Regions from separate parts of the Mus musculus genome. Here regions 1, 2, 3, 4, 5 and 6 are each linked to region 7. The links are chromatin contacts, called in public ChIA-PET, Hi-C, HiChIP or PLAC-seq and promoter capture Hi-C maps. All regions are on one chromosome and are shown on one strand. The core of a region is the stretch at or near the end of the contact, and the rest is flanking DNA. Distances in the headings are between cores, read along the strand shown.

The links. Promoter capture Hi-C pulls out the DNA fragments that hold promoters and counts their contacts. Hi-C and Micro-C count contacts between places; a contact is called where the count stands out from the background. ChIA-PET counts read pairs in DNA pulled down with a chosen protein or histone mark. HiChIP or PLAC-seq counts read pairs in DNA pulled down with a chosen protein or histone mark.
Region 1: a FOXA1 HiChIP or PLAC-seq map of pancreatic cancer cells shows a contact between it and region 7. The contact joins the enhancer-like site here to the promoter of Btbd9 in region 7. A contact is called at or near these places in 6 of 39 promoter capture datasets (the C10 cell line, cranial neural crest, hematopoietic stem and progenitor cells and 2 more), 8 of 115 datasets of contacts at active chromatin or transcription factors (bone marrow-derived macrophages, craniofacial prominence, embryonic midbrain and 5 more) and 2 of 9 other capture datasets (liver and macrophages).
Region 2: a contact with region 7 is called in an H3K4me3 HiChIP or PLAC-seq map of embryonic stem cells, with 9 times the contacts expected there. The contact joins the promoter of Glp1r here to the promoter of Btbd9 in region 7. A contact is called at or near these places in 5 of 39 promoter capture datasets (the 3T3-L1 cell line, cranial neural crest, embryonic stem cells and 2 more), 6 of 484 Hi-C or Micro-C datasets (the G1E-ER4 cell line, embryonic fibroblasts, embryonic stem cells and 1 more) and 5 of 115 datasets of contacts at active chromatin or transcription factors (the HPC-7 cell line, the SCID.adh cell line, embryonic stem cells and 1 more).
Region 3: a contact with region 7 is called in a Hi-C map of the N1E-115 cell line, with 5 times the contacts expected there. The contact joins the enhancer-like site here to the promoter of Btbd9 in region 7. A contact is called at or near these places in 3 of 39 promoter capture datasets (cranial neural crest, hippocampal neurons and liver), 5 of 484 Hi-C or Micro-C datasets (the N1E-115 cell line, embryonic stem cells, nephron progenitors and 1 more), 7 of 115 datasets of contacts at active chromatin or transcription factors (the SCID.adh cell line, cardiomyocytes, embryonic hindbrain and 3 more) and 2 of 9 other capture datasets (adipose tissue and embryonic stem cells).
Region 4: an RNA polymerase II ChIA-PET map of memory CD8 T cells shows a contact between it and region 7, with 6 read pairs. The contact joins the promoter of Abcg1 here to the promoter of Btbd9 in region 7. A contact is called at or near these places in 1 of 39 promoter capture datasets (stem cell-derived epiblast-like cells) and 1 of 115 datasets of contacts at active chromatin or transcription factors (memory CD8 T cells).
Region 5: a contact with region 7 is called in a Hi-C map of cortical neurons, with 3 times the contacts expected there. The contact joins the enhancer-like site here to the promoter of Btbd9 in region 7. A contact is called at or near these places in 2 of 39 promoter capture datasets (hippocampal neurons and stem cell-derived epiblast-like cells), 1 of 484 Hi-C or Micro-C datasets (cortical neurons) and 3 of 115 datasets of contacts at active chromatin or transcription factors (bone marrow-derived macrophages, extraembryonic endoderm stem cells and neural tube).
Region 6: a contact with region 7 is called in a promoter capture Hi-C map of liver, with 2.5 times the contacts expected there. The contact joins the enhancer-like site here to the promoter of Btbd9 in region 7. A contact is called at or near these places in 8 of 39 promoter capture datasets (the HPC-7 cell line, HPC-7-derived erythroid cells, embryonic stem cells and 4 more), 5 of 484 Hi-C or Micro-C datasets (adipose-derived mesenchymal stem cells, cerebellum, cerebral cortex and 1 more), 13 of 115 datasets of contacts at active chromatin or transcription factors (the 230-238 cell line, bone marrow-derived macrophages, craniofacial prominence and 10 more) and 3 of 9 other capture datasets (embryonic stem cells, macrophages and pancreatic islet).

The regions. Positions count from the first base shown.
Region 1 is chr17:30,134,319-30,137,424 of GRCm38.p6, forward strand. It overlaps Zfand3 (zinc finger, AN1-type domain 3), which reads left to right. Exons shown (of 6, transcript NM_001356265.1): 3 at 1,005-1,187. Among named protein-coding and RNA genes, the nearest start is that of Zfand3, 130 kb to the left of the region's middle. Within about 2 kb of position 1,768, at least 43 of the 459 cell types and tissues checked have an H3K27ac peak or open chromatin away from gene starts, as enhancers often do. A contact at or near this core is called in liver and pancreatic cancer cells, where this site is marked.
Region 2 is chr17:30,900,377-30,903,547 of GRCm38.p6, forward strand. Glp1r (glucagon-like peptide 1 receptor) reads left to right here and starts at 1,491. Exons shown (of 13, transcript NM_021332.2): 1 at 1,491-1,578. The coding sequence starts at 1,501.
Region 3 is chr17:30,243,279-30,246,346 of GRCm38.p6, forward strand. All of the region lies in intron 9 of Btbd9 (BTB (POZ) domain containing 9), which reads right to left. Among named protein-coding and RNA genes, the nearest start is that of Zfand3, 240 kb to the left of the region's middle. Within about 2 kb of position 1,808, at least 19 of the 459 cell types and tissues checked have an H3K27ac peak or open chromatin away from gene starts, as enhancers often do. A contact at or near this core is called in the N1E-115 cell line, where this site is marked.
Region 4 is chr17:31,056,008-31,059,074 of GRCm38.p6, forward strand. It overlaps Abcg1 (ATP binding cassette subfamily G member 1), which reads left to right and starts at 1,687. Exons shown (of 15, transcript NM_009593.2): 1 at 1,687-1,849. The coding sequence starts at 1,808.
Region 5 is chr17:30,187,502-30,190,347 of GRCm38.p6, forward strand. The region is part of intron 4 of Zfand3 (zinc finger, AN1-type domain 3); the gene reads left to right. Among named protein-coding and RNA genes, the nearest start is that of Zfand3, 180 kb to the left of the region's middle. Within about 2 kb of position 1,365, at least 66 of the 459 cell types and tissues checked have an H3K27ac peak or open chromatin away from gene starts, as enhancers often do. A contact at or near this core is called in cortical neurons, where this site is marked.
Region 6 is chr17:30,112,142-30,115,224 of GRCm38.p6, forward strand. All of the region lies in intron 2 of Zfand3 (zinc finger, AN1-type domain 3), which reads left to right. Among named protein-coding and RNA genes, the nearest start is that of Zfand3, 110 kb to the left of the region's middle. Within about 2 kb of position 1,825, at least 8 of the 459 cell types and tissues checked have an H3K27ac peak or open chromatin away from gene starts, as enhancers often do. A contact at or near this core is called in the HPC-7 cell line and liver, where this site is marked.
Region 7 is chr17:30,574,478-30,577,625 of GRCm38.p6, forward strand. Btbd9 (BTB (POZ) domain containing 9) reads right to left here and starts at 1,810. Exons shown (of 11, transcript NM_027060.1): 1 at 1,669-1,810.

The DNA of each region.
Region 1 (3,106 bases), core at 518-3,017, 440 kb before region 7:
CACCACGCCTGGCAAAGTTTTATATTTTATCTTATAACATGCAAAGGGCATTATTTTATCGTATTTATATAGCATTTTCTTGATAATTGACAAATAATAATACTGAAATAAATCATTTTTAATTTGTCAAAACACTGAATAAGAAAGTGTCTCCATCATACTGAACACACGTTCGTGTAGAACTTGGTGCTAAACCATTCGTAGAGGACCTTCTTCTGGGTCGAGGTTTCATACATAGCAGAGCAGCTCCCTCACTGTGATCTATTAAAAGTCAGCCCTCAACACAAGGGTTTGCAAAAAGTGGGGGGAAAAAAAAAGAAAAAAAATTGTCTAGGAGATATATACAGGAAAGAAACAGCACAGGACTGGGTGGGCTTGACCTGCTGGCCCCTCCCTGAGTCCTGGGGTGGGGGCTCTTCCTATCCATGCCTGCTCTGTGCCTGAGGGCAGGAGCTGTGTTGTCAGCTTGAATTGAACACTAATTAGAAAACCAACCTCCTTGTGTTTTTATGTCTGTTGTAAACTAAATGCAGCCCATTTCTTTTCGCTGTTGTGGTCATTTCTTTTACATCTATCCTCATTACTGATAATATATGTGCACCCACTGATTTCTGCCATTTTTAATGTGTTTTTTGTTTAGGGAGCTATTTTTTTGTGCTGCTATTTTCCTTCTGACCTCTCACCGATAGGTCTCAATCTCCCCCTCCCCTTTCTACTGATTACTCTTAAGAACATCTTTGTGTATTCAAAGTTCAGTATTAAAATCAATGTCTATCCTTATCTGAACCACAGAGGGTGTTAATATATAACTTGAAAGTTTAAATCATGCCCGTGGTTTTATGTTTGCTTTTTCATCAGCCATTCACTTCTGCACTTTGCTTTTAGTTACCACAGTGGCCTTCCTCCATGTTTCATGTGACTCTGACCCTAACATTAATGTTTTCTAGTGGTTGCTCTGATGTAAGGGCCGTAATTAACCAGTTTTCTTACCCTTTTTTCTGTAGATTTTCAAAAGAAACAACCAGATGATGATTCCACCCCAAGTACAAGTAACAGCCAATCAGATTTGTTTTCCGAAGAGACCACCAGTGACAACAACAATACCTCTGTAACCACGCCAACTCTTAGTCCCAGCCAGCAGTCGCTCCCGACAGAACTGAATGTAACTTCACCGAGTACAGAGGAATGTAAGTCTCTATCTGTGAGAGCCTTAGAGCAGCCCAGGAGCATCAGCGTGAGAGCCTTGCTCAGGAAGGCTTAACTCAGATTCTGTTTAAGACAAATGTGTGGGTGTGGAATGCTGTGCTGTGCAAGTCAGTAAGTGCAGCCACTCCAGAGAAGGTGAGGTCTTCTTAGGACTAGCCTTCCAGCGGTTATCAGCTCTGCCTTCACATTAGAACTCACTGGGGAAATTTAAAGCAATCTTTTTTATTGCATTTTTGAAAGACTTGTGCATGTAGTGCACTTGCATGGTTATCATAGAGGGCAGAGGACAGTGTGCTGGAGTCAGTTCTCTGCTTCCACCAGGATTGGAACTCGGGTCATCAGGGCTGCATGACAACATGGACATATTTCATCAGCTCTCCACCGAGGATTTAACAAACAATTTTAGTTTTTTATTATCATCCTTGAGCCTAATTTAACTCTTCAAAGAGAAGGAAGCTCAAAGATTCAGCCTTTAAAGTCTATGGAGAATTCTGCTGTACAGCAAGCATTTAGAATCACCAGTCTTGGGAACGTCAGCCTGACCTAGACTTAGATTGGACTCTTGCCTCTGCTAACTGGCCTTGACTAAGTTTACACTTAGGTAATAAAAGCACAGGCTGTGTGAAGAAAGTAGGAGATACTTTTATTCTTGTTTAATATTTTACTGCGTGCATTTGCGAATGTGTGTGTTTTGAATATGAGGATGTAAGCGAGTAGGTATGTATCGTTCTCTCCTGTTAGGCTAAGGGGCCTGGGGATTGAACCCAGTTAGCCAATCCTGTGTATAAGTGCCTAGCCATACCACTGGTCCTCTTGTTACCCTTGTATGTGATACATAGTCGTTATAATGCTACAATGATTTCTTGTGGGACACAATGTAACTCATAGTATTTGCCTCTTATGCTTTCCTTAAGGTTGGAATTTATGTTTCAAGCTTAATGGGTATTTAGAAATGTAATAGTTTAGGTTATCAAGTCTACTAATTTGGGGAAGGTTAGCAGGGAAAAAAATAATTTGTTTAATACTTTCACATGTTATTATATTCAGTTATATTGAGAATATAAAACAGAAGATCTTTAGAGAGTTTATTGTTTAGCAGGGACATTCAATTTAAATCAGAAGATGGCAAAGAGGAGTGATTATTCCCCTTTTTCCTCTCAAAGCAACGCAATGCTGAGAGACGAGAGGACTGCTAACATCTTATATTGCACAGGACAACTCTACACTGGAAGTGATCCAGCCCAGTTCTGTCCGGATGCTGGGGTTAGAAGCCGGACACATTCTGTGTATACTTAATGTTAGTAGGTCAGCGTTTGTAGTAAGTGTTATTGAAAGGCACTGGCTTACTCAGAAATGGTATTGAAGACAGAATGCTGTGAAGAGACACTTCACACATGTAGTGTGAGCTGTGGAGGAAAGCTGCCTGGAGTTTCTCTTGGGTAGTGACTTCATTCATGGAGAATGAAGTTGGAAAGTTAATGATTACCAAGCTTGAATGAATGTCCAGTCAAGCTACTGGGACTTTGAACAATAGCTGTGGTTCTAATGAAGAGACAGTGATAGTGTCACTGTCCTTTTGAAGGAGCAATCTGACAGTATTGTGAACAGGGATAGATTATAGCATTCCAGAAAAGGAGATTTTAATATTATAACTTGTTTAATGGAACTAGGAAGGGTGTGAAAATCATTTCAGAAGAGAAGAAGGATGTTAACAGTGTGTCAAGGAAGTAGATAATTTTGCTTCCTCCTTTCTAGTTTGGATGGCCTTTCCTTCCCTTACATAATTGCTTTCGCTAGGACTTATGTAGAGTGCTGTATAGAGGTAGCGTAGAGTAGAGTAGAGTAGAGAGCCTTCTTGTCTTCTTTCAGATCCTAGGGAAATGGATTCGACTTCCTCATT
Region 2 (3,171 bases), core at 241-2,740, 330 kb after region 7:
TGGGCAATCAGCTGGTCCTTCCCTGCAGCTGGACTTTTGATGTCCTGATTGGTTCTAAAGCGAGCCACTTCGGGTCATTTAGGTAGATGCTGGTACCAGAAAAGCGAAAAGATCTGGAGACCTTGATGAGCAGAGAATGGCTACTCACTCCAACCTGGGCTGAAGTTCCAGCTTTGCTTTCCGTAAAAGCCCTAGTTAGATCATTTATTTGGATGGATGGTCCTGACAGCTAAACAGCCAAGCCTGTGTGGCACACAGGGGGAACCTGCTTGACCTCAGGCTGGGGCTAAAACAAGGGACTCAAAGGCAGAGCTCACCAGAAGGGAGCTTCTCTCTCTGAGTGGAGCGCGCTCCGCACCTCTCTTGGCTGTCTCCCTCCGCGGGATTGAGCACTGGATGTATAGACCCACTTCCTGCAGGACTTTGGGAAGTTCTGTAATCTCTAAGAGTTGCAGCTATGCATCCAATCTCTCTTCTCTTCCAGAATGGTCCAGACTAGCCCTAGGCAGGTCCAGGGCTGAGTAGAGCCACACCCAACTTCCTTATACTAGTTCATGGTGGGGGGGGGGTGCATCCTCTTGCCTTCCTCAAGAGGTTAGTGGTACACCTCGGCTTGCCTGTCCCACTTATTAACTCACAGAAGAGGTAGGAGTCTGGAGCTCTCCCGACCTGTACTGCAGCCAAGGGCAAAGGTGTGGTGTAGGAAGACAGACTGAAGTGCATAGGGTAAGCTAGTCAGGGCACACATTGTAGCAGGCCCAGGGACAGCAAGGGGTGGACAGGGAACATTTGGAAAGTTCTAGAAAAACAGAATCCAGCCTCAACCCTCTTCACCCTGCAATTTCTAAAGTTTTAGATAGAAAGGACCCTAAGGACTCTTCTGGGATCTCTTGTCCTGATCCCTACCACCTTGACTGCTGTGCAGGCCCAGAAGGCTGGGCTTGGGATGAGGAGAGGATTGGGGAAGTAGGTGGCACCCAACTAGTCCGATCTTTCTTCCCTAGTAACTAGCAGCTTGTGGGATACTTTCCAGAAGTCTGACCAACACTATGACCTTGTACCAATCCTACACCTTTCCTGGCCTCAGTTTCCTTTTGGAAGCACTGACTCGGTGGGGGCGTGGCTTTCCTTAGTTGAGGGGGAGCCAGGAGGAGATCGGGGTGCGGGGGTGGGAGGCGGGCTCCACTGGTCGCAGCGAGCTGGCCAGGCGCAGGCACCACAGGCGCTCAGAGCTAGAAGCTCCGCTCCTGCGGCTCTTAAACCTGAGTGGAGCCCGCGGGGAGCACAGCGCCGAACATCTCCTGGCCCGGGACGCTGGAGGCCGGTCTGGCCCCGGGCCTCCTGAAACCCAGGCGGAAGAGGACAGGGACCCCGCCCGATCCCTCCTGCGGACGGGCGGGGCGGCCCCACGCCAGCTCCTCCCCCCGCAGCCCGGCAGGGATCAGTCGCGGCGCGCGGTTCCGCAGGTGGCAGCTATGACCCAGTCCTGAGCGCCCAGCCATGGCCAGCACCCCAAGCCTCCTGCGCCTGGCGCTCCTGCTGCTCGGGGCGGTGGGCAGGGCCGGCCCCCGCCCTCAGGTGAGCCCTGGGAACCCCGGTGACAAATGGGAGGGGGACGCTGCGGTGTTCTGCGGGCACAAGAGCTAGCGGAGGGGCTCCTGGACTTGAGCAGAAACTCCGGGACCCCAGACAGGGGAAGTGCAAGGCTCAGGCGAGGAAGAGACAGAGGAGTTGAGGAGTCCAGGTGGGGATTGGACATGAGGTGACTACCCTCATCCTGAAGAGCTGCCTCACTTCTCGGCTCCAGCTGCTCTGTCAGGGCACCAGCTGCCCCAGGGTTGCCCTGCTCTGACTTCTGCGACCCGTCTTTGTCCCTTATTACTTTCCCAACTCCTTTTCCAAACCCACTGGCACTCTGCCTTCCCTCTGTACTCAGAACCCCTGCGGTGCCTTCCCCTGCACTCCTCCTGGGCTTCCTTGTGTATGGGGTACCCAGGAAGCTCTAGAGGACCGAAGGGGCCTGGTTGTAGAAATGCAGCTTCCTCCCATCACCTCATCACAGTCTTTGACTCATAGCCCCAGGGACCCTGCAGCCTGTTGTCCTTCCTGATGACCTCCCAGGTGGCACTGACTTGCCACCTCCACCCCAGCCTCTGCAGCAAACATGCAGCAGGTTCCCTGTTTCTTCTGGATCAGCCAGGCCCTCTCATACACTCGGCTAATACCCATCCTAGACCCCCTTGGATTAATAACCCACCAGAAAGAATACCGAGGGTCACCGGAACATCCAACCTCCTTGGTGTCGCCAAAGACTAGGTCGCAGCTGGACTCTTGTGGGCTCTTCTCTGACTCTCTCTGACCTGCCTGTGAATCCTGCCCCAGGCTCCTGCCCTGGCCATGATGGCCAGCTGCTTGTATGGAGGGCGGTTGTTCAAATGTGCCAGGATACCCTTGCATAGAAGAGGCCCAAGGCTGGGCAGTGTTCCTATAGAAGGGAGTACTTTACACATCATGTCTTGTGTCCACCTCCAGAGCTAAAGGGCTTAACCGTTGGGGAGTGGGCCTGCATCCGTTTGAGCTTGGTCTGACATAGGAGGGCACAGACCTCAGCCCTGGCTGAGAACCGAGTTGTGGACAGAGGTGCCTCCCCAGGAAGTGCACTGTCTCAGCTCCCAAACCCTTTCCCAGATTAATCCTCTCCCTGTTCTCCAGGGCCAACTGTCCCCAAGAGATACCTTCCCAGTCTCTGGCACTGCCTCTCTGTTCCCCTGCAGGCCATGGCTTTCCTGGTGACATTGGGATCTTTCCAGCCACAACCGCAGATTCGCTGCTCAGTTCCTTCTTGTGAGGCAGGATGGTGGGGATTTGAGCCTTCTGGTCCTAGGCTGCTGTGGGTCACATTTGCAGATTAGGTTGAGAGTGAGGGGACAGAGCCAAGCTTGAGGCCTTCCTTTCTTCTCCCTGCAAGACTCCCTCCTCTAATGTCAAGCATCTTGACCCTTACTCCAGCCCTGGTTCATAAGAGCAGAAATGCAGGTGCTGAAGAGACACACTGGAGCTTTGATGGGGTGCCCTTGTTATGGCGAGTACTAATGTCTCCGGTAGCCGCCTGCAGAGGTGTGTGTGTGTGTGTGTGTGTGTGTGTGTGTGTGTGTGTGTGTGACAGGCAGC
Region 3 (3,068 bases), core at 558-3,057, 330 kb before region 7:
AGTCTACGCCAGGTCAACAAACTATTTACCAACAGGCCAGCATTTTAAGTTCTGAAGGCCACAAAGGTCTGTGTCACATGGCATTTATTTATTTATTTATTTACACAATTCTGTAAGAACATAAAAATCATCCTAGCCTGGGGACTATACAAAGGAGGCAGTGGCAACTTTGGCCCTGGCTCTACCCAACTCCATACAGCAGTGAAGGTGACTTTTCCAGCCTCTCCCGGGCTGTAGCTGGGTTTCTGTTTGGTGTGTGTGTCTGAGACCGGGTCTTGCTGTGTAATACAAGCTGACCTGAGATTCATGATGCTCCTGTCTCAGATGATGGAGTGCTGGGATACAGGAATGTACCGTGCAGTCTGTTACTTCATTCTGACTTAAGCTCGTGTTCCTAACACATGAGCCAGCCAGAACTCTCTCTGAGCGCCAGCCTCTAGGCTGTGCTAGAACTCTCTCTGAACAGCCCCCTGACCTTGGCAGGCTTCCCTGCCAAAGACAGCTTATCTTGACTTTTGCCCCTGAGATACAGAGACCGTCCCAGTAGAGAGGCCCATATTATGTCTCTACGGTCCTGGTCTGGACTGCTGGCTACCAGGGGCCTTCAGCAGAAGAGTGGGTGGCGGGACCAGACTTTGGCAAAAACAGAAGATACTCTAGGGCAATTTCAGAAACACAGCACTGGTTGTCTTCATCTAATGTTCCTTAATTTGAAATCTCAATTGATCAATAAACTGTGCTTCTTAGCACAAGAACTTAGTGATAGTTTCTAATGGTAAAGGGCATTGTTTATCAGGTTTGGGAAAGCCACCCGCTCACTGAGCAGGGCTGTAGATAGGCTGTCTGCTCTTGCTCTGTACTGACATCAGTCTCTAGGCTGAGTGGCCCTTTGTATGGCATCTGAGATGATGTCTGGTTTGTCAAGAACAGCGAGGCTGCTTCCCAGGCAGAGTGGGGGAGATGGTATTTTATTGTTGCTTTGACGCTTAGTCTTCTTAGGCTAATCACTCTCTCCACCAAGTTAGCCCTCTGAACTCCATCCTTCCAATCCCCAATTCTTCCATTGCGCAATCCCAGCCCTCACTTGTCATCTTACTGCACAACCCACCACAGCACGCTTCAGACTTCATCAGGAATACGGAAAGGCAGCTGGGGTGAGAGGGCTCTGCTCCTCTGTGAGCTCAGCATTCACACAAAGGGCAGACGAAAGCAGCGGGGCCTGCTACCCAAACCACCAGCTAAACTTTTACTTTGCCTTTCTGCACCCCAATGACCCAAATTTCACACACTCTTTGGAGAAGGGCGTGTCTCCCCACCATCTCCTGCCCCTCTTTTCTGAGTTCCTCTCCAGGGGCTGACAGGTCCTCTTTGCTAGTGCATTTTCGGTACGACATATATGATGGCTTCCTGTGCTGTTTAACATGGTAATGTGGAATATCAGATGCATGAGTTGAAATGGCGGTCTGTGCCTAAAATAGCCTGATATCTATGGCTATGAGCTCGCTGGCCATCAGGGTAACTACACACAGCTACAGCTACAGCGCCTCACAGTCTAGGATGAGCCTCTGGCAGGTCAACTGCACGGCGTTTGGCAGCTGATGTGAGGTGAGCAGCCGTTCTGGAGGGGCTGTGGGCCTCCCAGGATACGCCTCCTCCCTCACTGTGCTTTCCTGAGTCTGATCCTTGCCAGCTCCATTACAAGCAGGGTAGAAAATTTTTGTGCTGGGATTTACTGGCTTCCTCCTGAGCTAGCTAAGGAATGGTGTCCCCGCTCACGTTCTCGTGGGGTTGGCAGCTATCCTTTCTGTAGGGTTTGACAATATACACTGTTCTGGCCAGCAGGGATCTTCCCCTCACCCCTCATAAAGCTTTACAGTGTATGACTCATTCAGAAAGGAGTCTTGATAATGCAGATTTATTATGAGGTGTCTGCCTTTAAAATGTGATTTAATGGTGCTCGTACTTATTCGCTGACATCTTTATAAAACTGTTAGTGTGGAAATATATTTGTCTTTCTGAAAGTAATTCTTCCTTTTACAAGTGTCGAGCAAAACAAGAGCCATACATTAAAACCGCAGCAGCGAGAGCCACGGAGGTCTCATTACACCGAGACTCAGCTTTGCCACCCCAAACTGAGCTCAAGGGCTTCCACTTGTGCCCCTGGGCATGGCAGCATCTCTGCCCCTCCCTACCCGTGCTCCAGGCTGTGTCCAGAGGGTAGAAGGCGGCTCTCAAGGTCAGCCAGATCTGCAGGCTGGTGGGCGGGCGCAGTCAGTAAACAAGCCTCTGATTATGATTTACCTTTGCTTTTCTTCCTACCTTAGCCTGGTTTATGAACAGATCTTGTTGATTTAGCCTTTTAGCCAATTAGAACAGAAGGTCTGATTGACAGCACATGAATAAATACCACTTTACGGTTGGAGACAGAGTCACTCTCCCCTATTAATCAGGCCTTCTGCCGGTGTTTAGGTAACATGATATTTATCATGCCTCTCTGTTACAGTCCCTTGGGGTGTCATTTCATGGCCTACCAGTAAAAACTTCACATTTACAGCAACTGCCCCTCTATTACTGTCGATAATATCTAATTGATATGTCAAACCTCCAAGGAATGCAGTAAATTGGAACACTGACTCCCAAAAGAAAATAAACTAGCAGACAGGTAAATCAGCACCCGTCTGCCTGCCGTGACTCAGTCACTTCCGTCCAAAGGTCTCCCCTCAGGAAGCCATCACCACCATCTTTCCTTCCTGCTCAACATCGCAATGAGCCCTGAGCACAGCCAGGACATGGACATGGATCCAAATCCTTTTGCCTGGCCAGGCTGGAGGTGCCACAGGCATTATGTGGGGTGCAGTGTACGGCAGACAAGAGCAATGAACCTGTCAGAACATGATGGCTTTTCTCAAGCTAGCCATGTTGTCAGCAGAGCTGCAGTCTCATATGCCTTCCAAACGTCCCTACAGAGAGGGGAGGACACTCAGAAGAAATGAAGTCAGAGAAGGAACAGACGGGCCTGAGCACTTAGCAAGAATCAGATCCATCTGACACTGAAATGCAGCATGTGC
Region 4 (3,067 bases), core at 437-2,936, 480 kb after region 7:
GGAAGCTCATTGGCCTACTTTTGAATTAAAGGTTCATCAAAGGAATGTGAATCAAAGGGGGCGTGGAAATGGGGGAAGGGGTGGGGATGGGGTTGAGTAGAAGGGGCTTGAGAAAGAGAGAAATGCCAGAAGAAAATTCTGAAAGTAGGGAGAACAGACAGAGGGTAGATATCTGCAAAACCAGGCATGCTGATACCATGGCCTGTGTCCTGGTCACATTATTCAGTGTCTCCCCTTGTCCATTCTTGCTGCTTTACAGCATGGTTGGGCACCAGGGCAGACAGTAGCCCAGGCCCCAGAAACCTTTCTCACTCCCTGGGAGGTTTGTACTCTTTTTTTTTTTAATCTGAATTTTATTTTTATTTTTTTTCTATCCTTTTTTTTTCCATTTTTTATTAGGTATTTAGCTCATTTACATTTCCAATGCTATACCAAAAGTCCCCCATACCCACCCACCCCCACTCCCTTACCCACCCACTCCCCCTTTTTGGCCATGGTGTTCCCCTGTACTGGGGCATATAAAGTTTGCGTGTCCAATGGGCCTCTCTTTCCAGTGATGGCCGACTAGGCCATCTTTTGATACATATGCAGCTAGAGTCAAGAGCTCCGGGGTACTGGTTAGTTCATAATGTTGTTCCACCTATAGGGTTGCAGATCCCTTTAGCTCCTTGGGTACTTTCTCTAGCTCCTCCATTGGGAGCCCTGTGATCCATCCATTAGCTGACTGTGAGCATCCACTTCTGTGTTTGCTAGGCCCCAGCATAGTCTCACAAGGAGGTTTGTACTCATAACCTTCTAGAATGCCCTGGCTTTGTCAGCCTTCTTGATACCAGATAGGGCCATCGGTCCCTCCGGTATTAGAAGCCCACCCTCTTCCCTCCAAACTCAGCCACACCCACTTTTCTTTCTGTGATGCTAGGGAGAAGCTTAGCTGAGGTCAAGGATCTGAGGATGTGACAACCACTTGCCTGCCCCTTTCTAGGAGAGCAGAAAGTACCCCAGCACACCCAAGTGTTGGAGCGGGTGGCTCTACTGTGCTGGGGGTGACAGAGAATCATTTCAACAGAAGACTTAGTTTAGGATCTGAGGTTGGGATTAAAGATTTTCACCACGGTTACCACGCAACGTCCCATTTACAAATCACAGGGGTTTCAGTAGGGTACAAGAACGTGGCTGTGTAAGACACTGGAAACACCCCTGTGGCTTATTTGGGGATGGAGTGGTGCTGATGGAGACCTAGGAGCTATCTGTATGAACGCCCATGCTGCCTCAATTTAGGGTCACCGCACACTAGCGCTAAGGGAAAAGCCCTGGGGCTGTTTTCTACGTTTGTCCCTGGGGCTTCTACCTGGAAGGCATGCATAACAAAGGCAGAACAAAGGAGCCACCTGCCTTCTTCCCTATCCCATTGATCTCAAGCTACCTCGGGAGGTTTCCGAAACAAGGACCCCGTGGTTTGTAGGGCGCCCCCACTGGTTCGTCTAGGGTTGAGCTGGCCCAGCTCCTGCAGGGTCCCTGAAGTGGGCTTCCCAGGCCCAGGCGGTTGGGAGAGGCCTAGCAGACAGCTTCGGGTCCAGAGCATCCTCCAGCCGCTCCGCAACAGGAGCAAAACAAGAGCACGCGCACCTGTCGGCGCCCCGCCCCCTCCGCCCGGCCCAATCGTGGGCAGGGGCGGGGCCGGGGCGCAGTCGGAACCCGCGCAGAGCGCCGCGGAGGAGCAGGAGCAAGCGCAGCCTCGTTCCTGCAACCTCGTCCCCGCCGCCCGCAGACTTGTCTCCACTGCCGCTGCCGCCGCCGCCCCCGGGGCATGGCCTGTCTGATGGCCGCTTTCTCGGTCGGCACCGCCATGGTGAGTCGCACATCCTTCGCACTCCGGGCTGGCTTTTATCTTCTAAGGAAACAGGAAGCTCAAAGCCAGGCTGGCTGGTCCTCACACCAGCCGCCTATGAGCGCATCCTCCGGGCGCTGACCTGGGGTGCTCTGGAGAGGTGCCCGGCGCTGCTCGACTCCGCCCTGGCCACCTGGAGCTTTGAGATGCTCCTGTACTGGCTTAGGGCATCCAGAAGGTGGAGTGGGGCGCGGGTAGCGAGCAACCCCACAAGTGGACAGGTAGATGGCCTTGACTTGTCCGCCTCCTGGGTGAGGGGCTGGAGATGTGGAAGCGCACTGGGGAGGGACTGCAGGCTCAGCCCGAGGGAGGGGAGGGTCAGATCTCTCTGAGGAGCTCTGTGGAGCGGGCAGACGGCGGGGGACTTCTTGCGCCACCCTCTGGAGTCCTGGGCACAGTGGGGGGGGGGGGACACAAAAAGAGAAACTGCGCCCCACGAAACGGAGCCTGCTCTCCTGCGCTCCCCAGAGACAGCTACTCTTGGAGGAGGCAGCGAAGTCCCAGGGGAGACAGAGGAGGACGAGCTCAGATCCCTGCCAGGGTGAGGGTAGGGTGTGGGCATTTACACGCCCCCATCCCCCCAGATACCAGTGTTAGGACAAAACCTGGGTGCTACAGAATTGCTAGACAAGTATTGTTTCTCAGAGGTGGGCAAGCGTCTCCTCTTCCACGGTCACTCAATGCTCCAGGAGAAAGCTAACATACAACAACAAAAACCAGCCCACCATCTGTCTGGTCTCACCCTTGGCCCTACCGGCTCTGTCTAACAAGCGGACATTGCGGTTAATAACCTCTTAAGCTGACTTCAGACTGTGGTGGAGTATAAACAGCAAGCCCTCCGTTTTCCCACCCGAATCGTGCCTTTCTTTCTGTTACTAGCCTGCCTGTTCCTTCCCAATACGCTAGAAGCCCACATCTCACAGTCCCTCCCCTTTATTTCATTTTTAGCATCCTGTATTTGAAGTCAGCAAGGCTCCCCAGGATTTGACCGACAGTTACCTCTTGCCTTGCGCTCTAGAGGAAAAAAAAAAAAAGCACTCGGCTTTGTGCGCATGCTCTGCTCTGACAACCGCATCCTGTGATTCCAAACAGGTTACTGTAGAACTCGTCTCGAGCCCTGCCCGCCGACTCATTATGTAATGATTTTGTGTAAACCGATAGAATGGAGCAAAGATGCAC
Region 5 (2,846 bases), core at 115-2,614, 390 kb before region 7:
AGAATCTTAGTCTAGAATGCCTCTAGAATCTAGGTCTGTCCATGCAGTGTTTTGTTTTTTAAGTTTGCTATTCTAGGGTCATTAGACCCTAGAATATAATACATTTATAAGAAAGGGAAAATCCCATTTGAATTAAGTACAAAAATAAGTTTTTAGTGGATAATGAGGGAGCTCACTGTCTTGAAGGTTTTGGTCCCCCCCCCCTTCTGTCTGTCTTTCTTTTTTGGGTACACAGAATAAAATGCCAGATCTAATCCCTCCACATGCTCCAAAAGCAACGCGTAGGAAGGAGCCTGTGAAACAGGCCCTTTTCAAGTCTCTTTTATCAGTTTTTCCAGGGAGAGGCTGGTGGGTTTCGCGGACAGAGGTTTTTAGCGGCTTAAGCTCCTGTAAATGGTGGAGGGAGAGACAGCAGTGATGTGTGAGGGTTCATTAATTATTGCTCTTACTGATGGCTGCACAGGCTGTTGGGATCATAAATGTCAATCTGTCAAGAGACTGTGATAGGTCTGAAAAAACTGATTGAGTACCTCAAAGCTGCCATGGAGCGGAGACAGACAGACAGGCTCCTCTGTTTCTCGCCTGTGTGCAAGGTGTGGATGAAGGGGGCTGCTTCTTTGTCGTTCGTTGTCTCTAGCTTTGGGGTTCTGTGCTGTGGGCTGCCTGGAGCAGAGGGTGTGAGGCCCCTGAGTTGTCAGCAGGCCACAGCCACTGTTAGCAGCCTGGAGTGGGCGTGGGCTGCCAGCCGTACAGCGCCAGGAGAGTAAGAGAGACGGGATGCGGGCTTTGACAGGCCTGACAGAATTCATTTGGAAAACTTCAGGAGAGAACATGAGTAATAAAGACAGGAACAGTGACAGAATGGAGCAAACGTGGATCTCTGTCAGAGACAAACAGTTTGAAAAGGAGCAGCCCTGTTTGTTGCCGTCAGGCTGCCGTTGTAAATGTATGCCTTACTTGAAAGACTCAGTGCTAGTTACTGTCTGCTCTTGGCTAGCAGAGTCCAATTAGAGGAATTTCTCTCTGTAGACATTTGTTTTTTAAAAACACTGCACTTGTTTCCTCTGTCACATGATGAGCAGTGGCTGTCTTCAGACCAAGCAATTGGACACCAGTTAAATAGGTGAAAGTTTTCTATAAGGTCTCACGTGGTGTCTTTGTCATTGCTAAACACTGGCCGAGAAGAGGGGTCTACAGCGTTGAGGGCCTGGCATGGGGTGTGCAGCCAGCGTGGGCATACCCAGCCTGGAGTAGTTCTCTGGGGGGAGCTCACTGGGAAAATGTGCTTTGTTGGCTCTTTATGAAGGACCTTAATTAGAAGTCACTCGGAACTCCTGGGGTGGGAACTGTATCAGCCTTGGCACTGCCACTCCTCCTGCTGCTAATGAGCGTGCTCCCCTCTGAGGCGCTTTCTTCTGACAGTTACAGCTGAGTGTGAGAGTTATTTCTGTTCACCTTGCTCTCCGCATTTAACCCTTACTGCTCAAGTTCAGCATATGCAAATAGATTAGTTAGATGGTCTCTGCCATTGATCCCCAAGCTGAGAATGCTACAAGTTAGAGGGGCTGAATCTCAGAAGCAGAAGGCAGATAATCAAGGTTTGATTTTTTGTTTTTTCCTTTTTACTGTTAACTCATTTTTAGGTCTTTTCTGAGAGCTTTTTTTTTTTAAACTGACTTAAAATTTATAATTGAATAGTTGAATTATTTAGGTCATTATTATGTAATTAGAATCTGTACAATAGACATCTGTTTCTCTTATTTAGGTAATTTACCCCACGGCACAAGGTTTCATTAAATAATTAGCAGAGGAGATATAAAATTCTTCCATAGCCATGATGCTGAGCCTGTAGACTTCTGTTTATTTCATTAGCTTCTAATTAAAACACCAAGTTGACCTGTGAGAAAAATGTTGGAGAGTGACTTACTTCACGGAGAAGTGACATGCAGTGCAATCAGCCTTGGCGGCAATGCAGCAGACAGTGGGAAGTTTCAATCCTCACCTCCTCACACCAGGGAGCCTTAGAGGGCGCTAGGGTCTCTTCCCATTTAATGTAAGGCCATCAGTGAGGGCCGAGGAAGTCAGTGTATCCCAGAGCCTTGCTGCTGAGGGTCTTAGTGTCTGGGAAGAGTGCCTTAGTTCTAAGAGTGCAGTCTGCTGAGTGGGTCATCTTAGTGGAGAGCAGTGGTTCTCAGCCGTGGGTCTTTCTACCCCTTTGGAAGTCAAATGACCCTTCCTCAGGGTCACATGTCAGATATTCTGTATATTAGATATTTATAATATGATTCACAATGGCAGCAAAATTACAGTTATGAGTTGGCCACAGGGTAATTTTATTATTGGGGGGTCACAGCATGAGAAAGGTTGGGACTACTGCTGTAGTCCTGTAAGACTGATGCTCACAGCACAGCTGTGCATAAATGGTTTGGTTGTCCACTTACACAGAAGTGAGGGCACGGCTCTTGGAGAAACGACTAGGGCCCAATGGTCGTGTAGGATGGCCAGTCCTTTGTAGGCAGAAACTGTTGGTAGAATCAGAAGCCTTCCATAGGCGCTGCTGTTTGAGAATACCTCCTTTGTGTTTTCTACAAGAACACATGCAATCTTGGTGTCTAAACGGCTAAAGGGAATCTCAGCATTGGACCACGCACATTTGTTCCCTAGCATTCTTGTTGGCACTGTTTGACACATGATCTGATTAGATGAAAGTAAGAAAAGAGATCCAGCCTGGGCCCTCCTGACTTGGAGGGGCTCCACCAAAGCAGGTTTGGTGAAGATAGATACCTTGGTAATAAGACCATGCAGACACGAACTTTGGTCGCAGCCACTTCGACATGCAATGTGAA
Region 6 (3,083 bases), core at 575-3,074, 460 kb before region 7:
GAAGCTCTGTGGTGAGCCACACTTGCTTTTTTGAAATAAGCATCAATGTATTTTTCTTTTTGTCCAAAGCAAACAAGAAGGCTGTTAAGAAAACAGAAGGAGAAGCTTCTGATTGTGAGTTTAGTGTCAGTGCAGCTCTGTGCTGCTCGGGACTGCGTCTCCTCCTTCATGGAGATGCTGCTTATAGATGCAGTTACTTCTCCCTACGCCTACAGCACACACAGGCCAGCTCTTTGCAGGCATTTAAGAAACAACAGCTACTATCTATTAAGTGTTTTATTGTGTTCCAGACACTATACTAAATTTATAAAGTAATTTACCTTACCTGATGGTGATGATAGTGATGGATGTCCATCTTTTCCTGTAAAGACTACCACCTACCTCATTGGAGACATCATCTGTCTTTGGCCTAGAGTTTACCAATAGGCTACACTGGATTTCGGGCAAACTTCAAGGGCCCTCCCCTCTCTGCTTCTGTAGTATTGGCCTTAAAAGTGTGGCAATCACAAACACGTACCACCACATCTAGCATTTTTTAATGTGGTTTCTGCGGATTGAACTCAGGTCTTCACTTTACCAATTGAGCTTTTCCTCAATTGAGCTTTCCCCCCCTCTCTTTTTTTTTTAAAAATGAGGAAGTAGACCCAGAGAACTTAAAGGAACTTTGTTAGTTCACTTAGCTCCTAAATCTTAATGAAATGCAGAGTGGTTTGTTTGAATGTAAAGACTAAGTAGCTTGCATTTCTTTCCCTCAGCCTGTTTCTACTGGCAAGCACAGAGTGCACACTTTTCATTGACTTGGACTGAGCAACTTTAGGACCGCTTGGTGCTTTGGTCCTATTGGACAAAGCATGTTTTGATAATAGGAGATGAGCGTTCTGGTGTAGCTCTGCCCCTGACTGTCTGGTGTCTCTTGCCCTTGGTTGCCCTGCAGATAGGTGTGTCTCCTTCCACAGAGTATGATTTGCAGGACATGTTATCTGTACCACCAAACACTCAGCATGAGTCTGTAAAGCAAGGAGGCTTTACAGATGAGACAGTCAGATGCTGAGCAGAGGTTGGGGGATTCTTCATTGTTTTTATTCAGAAAACTTGACTGGCGAGGGACCTGTGCTTGTGTGTGAGGCGTATTTTAAGGCAGACATCCCTCTCTTTGTTGGGAATAGTGGATCTGATTGACGCATCAGTCACTGTTGTCAGTTACAGTTTAGTACTTTAAAAAGTCATGAAAACAGAGGTACACGAAGTGACACATATGTTAATGAGCTTGATTTAGCCATAGCATAGTACCTATTTTAGAATAACATTGTGTATGATAAAATACGTAACTTTCTCAATTTAAAATATTCAGAAAAAAATTGAAAAGTTTTACAGTGTATACTAGGCAACAAGGAAGCACTTTGGCAAGAAAAAAAAATAACCAAAGAGTAAGATCTGTTTCATATACTTATAGGAAAAATGTCATTGCTTGTGAAAAATAAGAATTAGGTCAGGACAAAATATAGCTTCAGTGTTTTAAGTAAGTGGTAGCTGCACTTGCTCTCTGCCCAGGCTTTGGTCTCTAGTATGTGTTCTCACTAGTAAGCGTCTCCATCAATACAGCAAAAGAAAAACTTTTTAGAGTTTTCATGATATTCACCAGTTGAAGACATCGTTATAATAATATGCCTTTTCCAAAAATTCATTGCTCAACCTGGTAGTTCTGCTAAAGCGAATGTGTACCCAAAAGAATTGAACCCTAAGTAGGATACGTGACTAAGTATGTGTGTGTCACTTTTAGCTCGGGGCTTCTGGGCCTTATTTCTGAATTGCGTGGTATCTTCAGCAATAGGGACTTAACTTTCACCCCTGGCTGAGGGTAACCTAGGGCAATCAATAGCAGGGGGCCGTGTGCTAGACAGCTCTGGCCAACAACTCAAAAGAGGGCTTCTCATGGTTGGTCCTGGGAATTTTGGTAGGTGGTCTTGAACTTTTGGAGGGAGTGCTGTCAGCCTAGATGAGAAAAGTTCAATAAAATTATAAATATGTATTTGTACAATGAGTTATGGCACATTTTGTTTTCTATGGCAGTATTCATAGCGGATCAAACTCTGCTCACGTTTAGACTGTGCTGTGAGTGGACTGTCTTTGTTTTCTGTTCTCTCTAGAAGCCTTCAGAGAAGGTTTAGTTAATCACAGGGCACAATTTTTGTGACATTTTACTTGTGGTACCTAGCACAATAATTAAAATATATTGCTTGGCTATTGAAACAATATTTTTTTTATTACAGAGTTAAAACTGTCGTCTGGAAAGAAACTCTATTATTTAAAAATGAATATTATTTGGTAAATAACTTAAAATTTAAAAGAATAGCTTCAAATGGAAGGATATTGATACATTGCTTTGTGGATCAGTTTTCTGACCTTTTGTCCTCTTGGATCTGAAAGACCATTAATACAAAGTTGAACTTGTGGGAAAATGACAAGAATTTCCTCTTAAGTTCTTGTTTTTGGGCAGGCTTGCATTTACCTGTGTAGTTTTGTATGTTGTTACTTTTGATGGAACACAAATGTTGCAATTACTCTACAGTGTTTTTATTCAGTAGAGAAGTGTTACCTTTTCTCTGTGCAAGCTAGAGATGTTTGAGGGTAAGAATAACCCAGCGCGTAGGGGAGGGAGGTATCCAGTGTGACTGACCTAAGAGATTTTTGCTAAATTGCTTTCCTGAAGGTTGGATCTTACTGTGAAATGTGCACCCAGCCCTTTTGTAGCCCTTTGTATTTTTGTATTTCTTCCTGGGCCCAGAGGAACATCAAGGGAGTTTTTGTGAAGCCAGCAGAGGGCGCATATCTGATGCTCTTGTACTTGAAAACAGGACTGAGTGAATTTTTTTGAAGCAACTTGAAAACAGGACTGAGTGTATTTTTAAGGGTTCTTCATCAAAGCTCCTCCCTTCCCTCAACATTCTTTTTTTTTTTTTAAATTGTGATTTAAAAAAACCATTGTGAAATAAAATCAGATGAAAAAATGTTTTAAAGGATTTGTTGTCAAATCTGACAGTTGGTTTTCTCCCTAAGTTGGAGAACATCAATTTAGAGACAAG
Region 7 (3,148 bases), core at 560-3,059:
CCAAATTAGCACTAACTTTTCACCACAGGATTTATCTCTTTCCTAATTCCAATTTTACTCTCTGTTTAAAGGCCAGCCCTGTATCTGACCTCCTCCTGTGTAAACTTCTCCTATACTATAGCCCCACCTAATCCTACTACCTCACTTCCTTCTGGGATTCTTTGACATATACATGATTTCTTTTTCTGACTAGACAGCTCATTCTTAAAAGAAAACAGGCTGGTCAGGGACCTCACTTGTGACCCCATAACCCTCTCACTAAGAGGCACAACTCGGGAAAGAGGGAGGCAGTTGCATTAACTATGTGAAGGATAAAACTAAATGTTCCCCTTGTACTGTCCACGGGGTATGAGGCCGCATCAACCGCATAGCTATCTACCCGGGAGCGGGCAGTTTTCTAGGAGGCACAAGCAAAAGGGGAAATAAGTAACTCACTCACAAAAGCTCGTAATAGAACAGTGGCTCCTGAGTGGTTTTTCAAAGCAAGCTTTACTGATTCCAAGACGTGAGAACTTCAGAGACCATACCTTACAGAGACTCCGTTATAAAACTGAATCTCCTGATTTTAGACTCTGGGTGGAAACTCTAAAGTTATGTCCCTCAGTTTTTAGGCATGATCAAATGTCAGTGCTCCCTATCTTGTCACTCTCACTTGGCACTGCCTTTAACTCATAACGGGAAAGATTATTTCTTCCATTTGTCTCCATTATTCCTCCTTAAAAAACCACCACATACAACGGACCCAACAGAATCCTGTATACTGGCTGATGGCCAGTTGCATCATTTAACTCCAGTCTCACCATGCCAGCCCACGCGTGAAACACAATCTACATTTCCACCAGATAAATAACAGCCCGCACTGCTTCTGGGAAGAACACACACAAAAGGCAGGGCTGCTCTACCTGCAAGACCCTTGAAATGGCCAAAGCACAGCACGGTTCTGGGAAATAGATACAAGGGCAGATTTGAGTCTATGAGGAAGTAACAATACTGGATGGATATGGTCCCTTGGCTTCAAAAATGTGGATCAACACAGGATATAATAATAATAATAATAATAATGTTCAGAGAAGCACGTGGGCATGCACGTGAGGCTGGAAGGTCCAGGCAACAGGTTAGTCAACCAGCATCTTCACTGACAAGTCGCCTTCCCCGGGTCGTGGGTGTGCCCGACGCTCACGCAGGCACAGATTCTAACGATCTCTCTAACAACCCGCTCCTACTCCCAGACCCGCCAGGGTAGAGCTGACGGATCTCTTCGCGGTTTACCCCAAAACTTTGCGAACCCCGAGGGTCCCCATTTCCGCGTTTGTCAGGTTTGCACAGTCGGCGTCTCAGTGTGGACGCGCGGCTGCTGAGGAACGCGGGCTTCTCCCGCTTCAAATTCCTAAAAGGAAACCGGCAGCGTCGCACTGGAGTCCAGTCACTTGTCCCTCGGCACCCCTCTCTCCAGCGCCCCCCTCTCACCCCCCCCCACCCCCACCCCAGAGCGCCAGGCCCGGGAACTGACCCTCCTCAGCCCCCGTCCCCGCCCCCGGAACCAGCGGCCGAGGGGCGTGGAGCGGCGCGCGCGGGTCCGGCGGGGAGGGGGAGCGCGTCCCCGCGCCCCGGGCCCGCGCAGCAGGTGCGGCCAGGCCCCAACTCTCACGAGCGGTCCGGGCGACTCACCCCGACGATGTCCCTCAGCGACCTAGAAGCCGCCACACACGTCTCTTCCGCCAGCAGCGACCCCGCCTCGTGGCCACCGCCCCCTCGACCGCCGCCGTCGCCGCCTTCCTCGCCGCCGCCGTCGCGGCGCGCGCCCGCTTTCACGCACACCGCCGTGGCCGCGCACGCGCTCTGCGCGCTGGCGTCACTTAGCAACGGCTCAACCGTGGGCCAGTAGAACCCAGGACGCCAGGGCCCCAGGTCGCCTCAGGCGGGGGTCTTGCGGCGTGTTTCCCCAGGTCGGAGCCACTGCCCCTCCAGTACTGGGCCCTGAGGGTGTGGCCGCCCTGCCGACACCTGGCTCAGGGTGAGGCACGTCATCACACGTCACTGAATAGCGTCATCGGTCGCGTCACTGCGTAAGGGGACGAGCCGGAGCGCCGGTTGGAGAAAGCCTCGTCTTTCTGCACTTAGTCGCTTGCCTGATGGACAGTCAGCTACGTGCGAGAAGTTGGACGAGGAGAATGGGCCAAGAGAGGCATTACCAGCATGAAGGTGCTACGAGGCCAGGCCTGAAATACCACGACTCAGTTTCCTCCTTCTGTCAGTGGGAAGACGGATACCCGACTTGCCTGCGCTAGAAAGGTGTCAACTTAGGACGAAATAATGCATGCGAGGCTGCGGGCGAACTGATCTCATTCGAACTCCTTATTTCAAGACCCTGACAGAAAGCCCGGACATAAGTCCTCGACACTCCAGGACTACCAAGTGTAACGTATAAAGCCCATTAGACTCCATCTTTCACATAAGAAGCAGGCACTGTGAACTTTGAAGCCGTAGAAATTGGGTTGTAGGTCTTTCCTGGCCGAAACTGGAGAGTCGTCACTCTTGAAAGTTACTTACCTGGGTGTGTGGGTTTGAAGATGGAAGACTTAATTCCAAGCAAAGACGACTTAAATGGGCAGTGAAAATGAACAGACACAGCAAGGGTTAGGGCTGGGCCAGTGAAGGATCAGAGCCACAACCTAGACTCTGGCGGTGGGGATGGAAACGCGGAGGCCAGCTCTGAGCGGGGGAATGAATAGGTAGGCCAGGTTTCTAGCGTGGTTGCTGAGACAGGTGGGAGTAACATTTAGCAAGACGGAAAGAAAGCTGCCTTTGTGTGTCAGTTACTAAATGGTAGTGACATTCCTTACGGATGACATGGTAGAACGATGGAATGTGGATACGTTGGTTGGGGAAACATTCTCCGCTCTCATCTTCCATGTGGAACGATATCCATCAATTTAATACATCTACTTTCCGATACACGTGTCCCCAATTTATTTGTCCTTGGAGAATTGACTTCGGGATTGGTACATTTAAAAAAACAAAGGGAGCCGGGCGGTGGTGGCGCATGCCTTTAATCCCAGCACTCTGGAGGCAGAGGCAGGTGGATTTCTGAGTTTGAGGCCAGCCTGGTCTACAGAGTGAGTTCCAGGACAGCCAGAGCTATACAGAG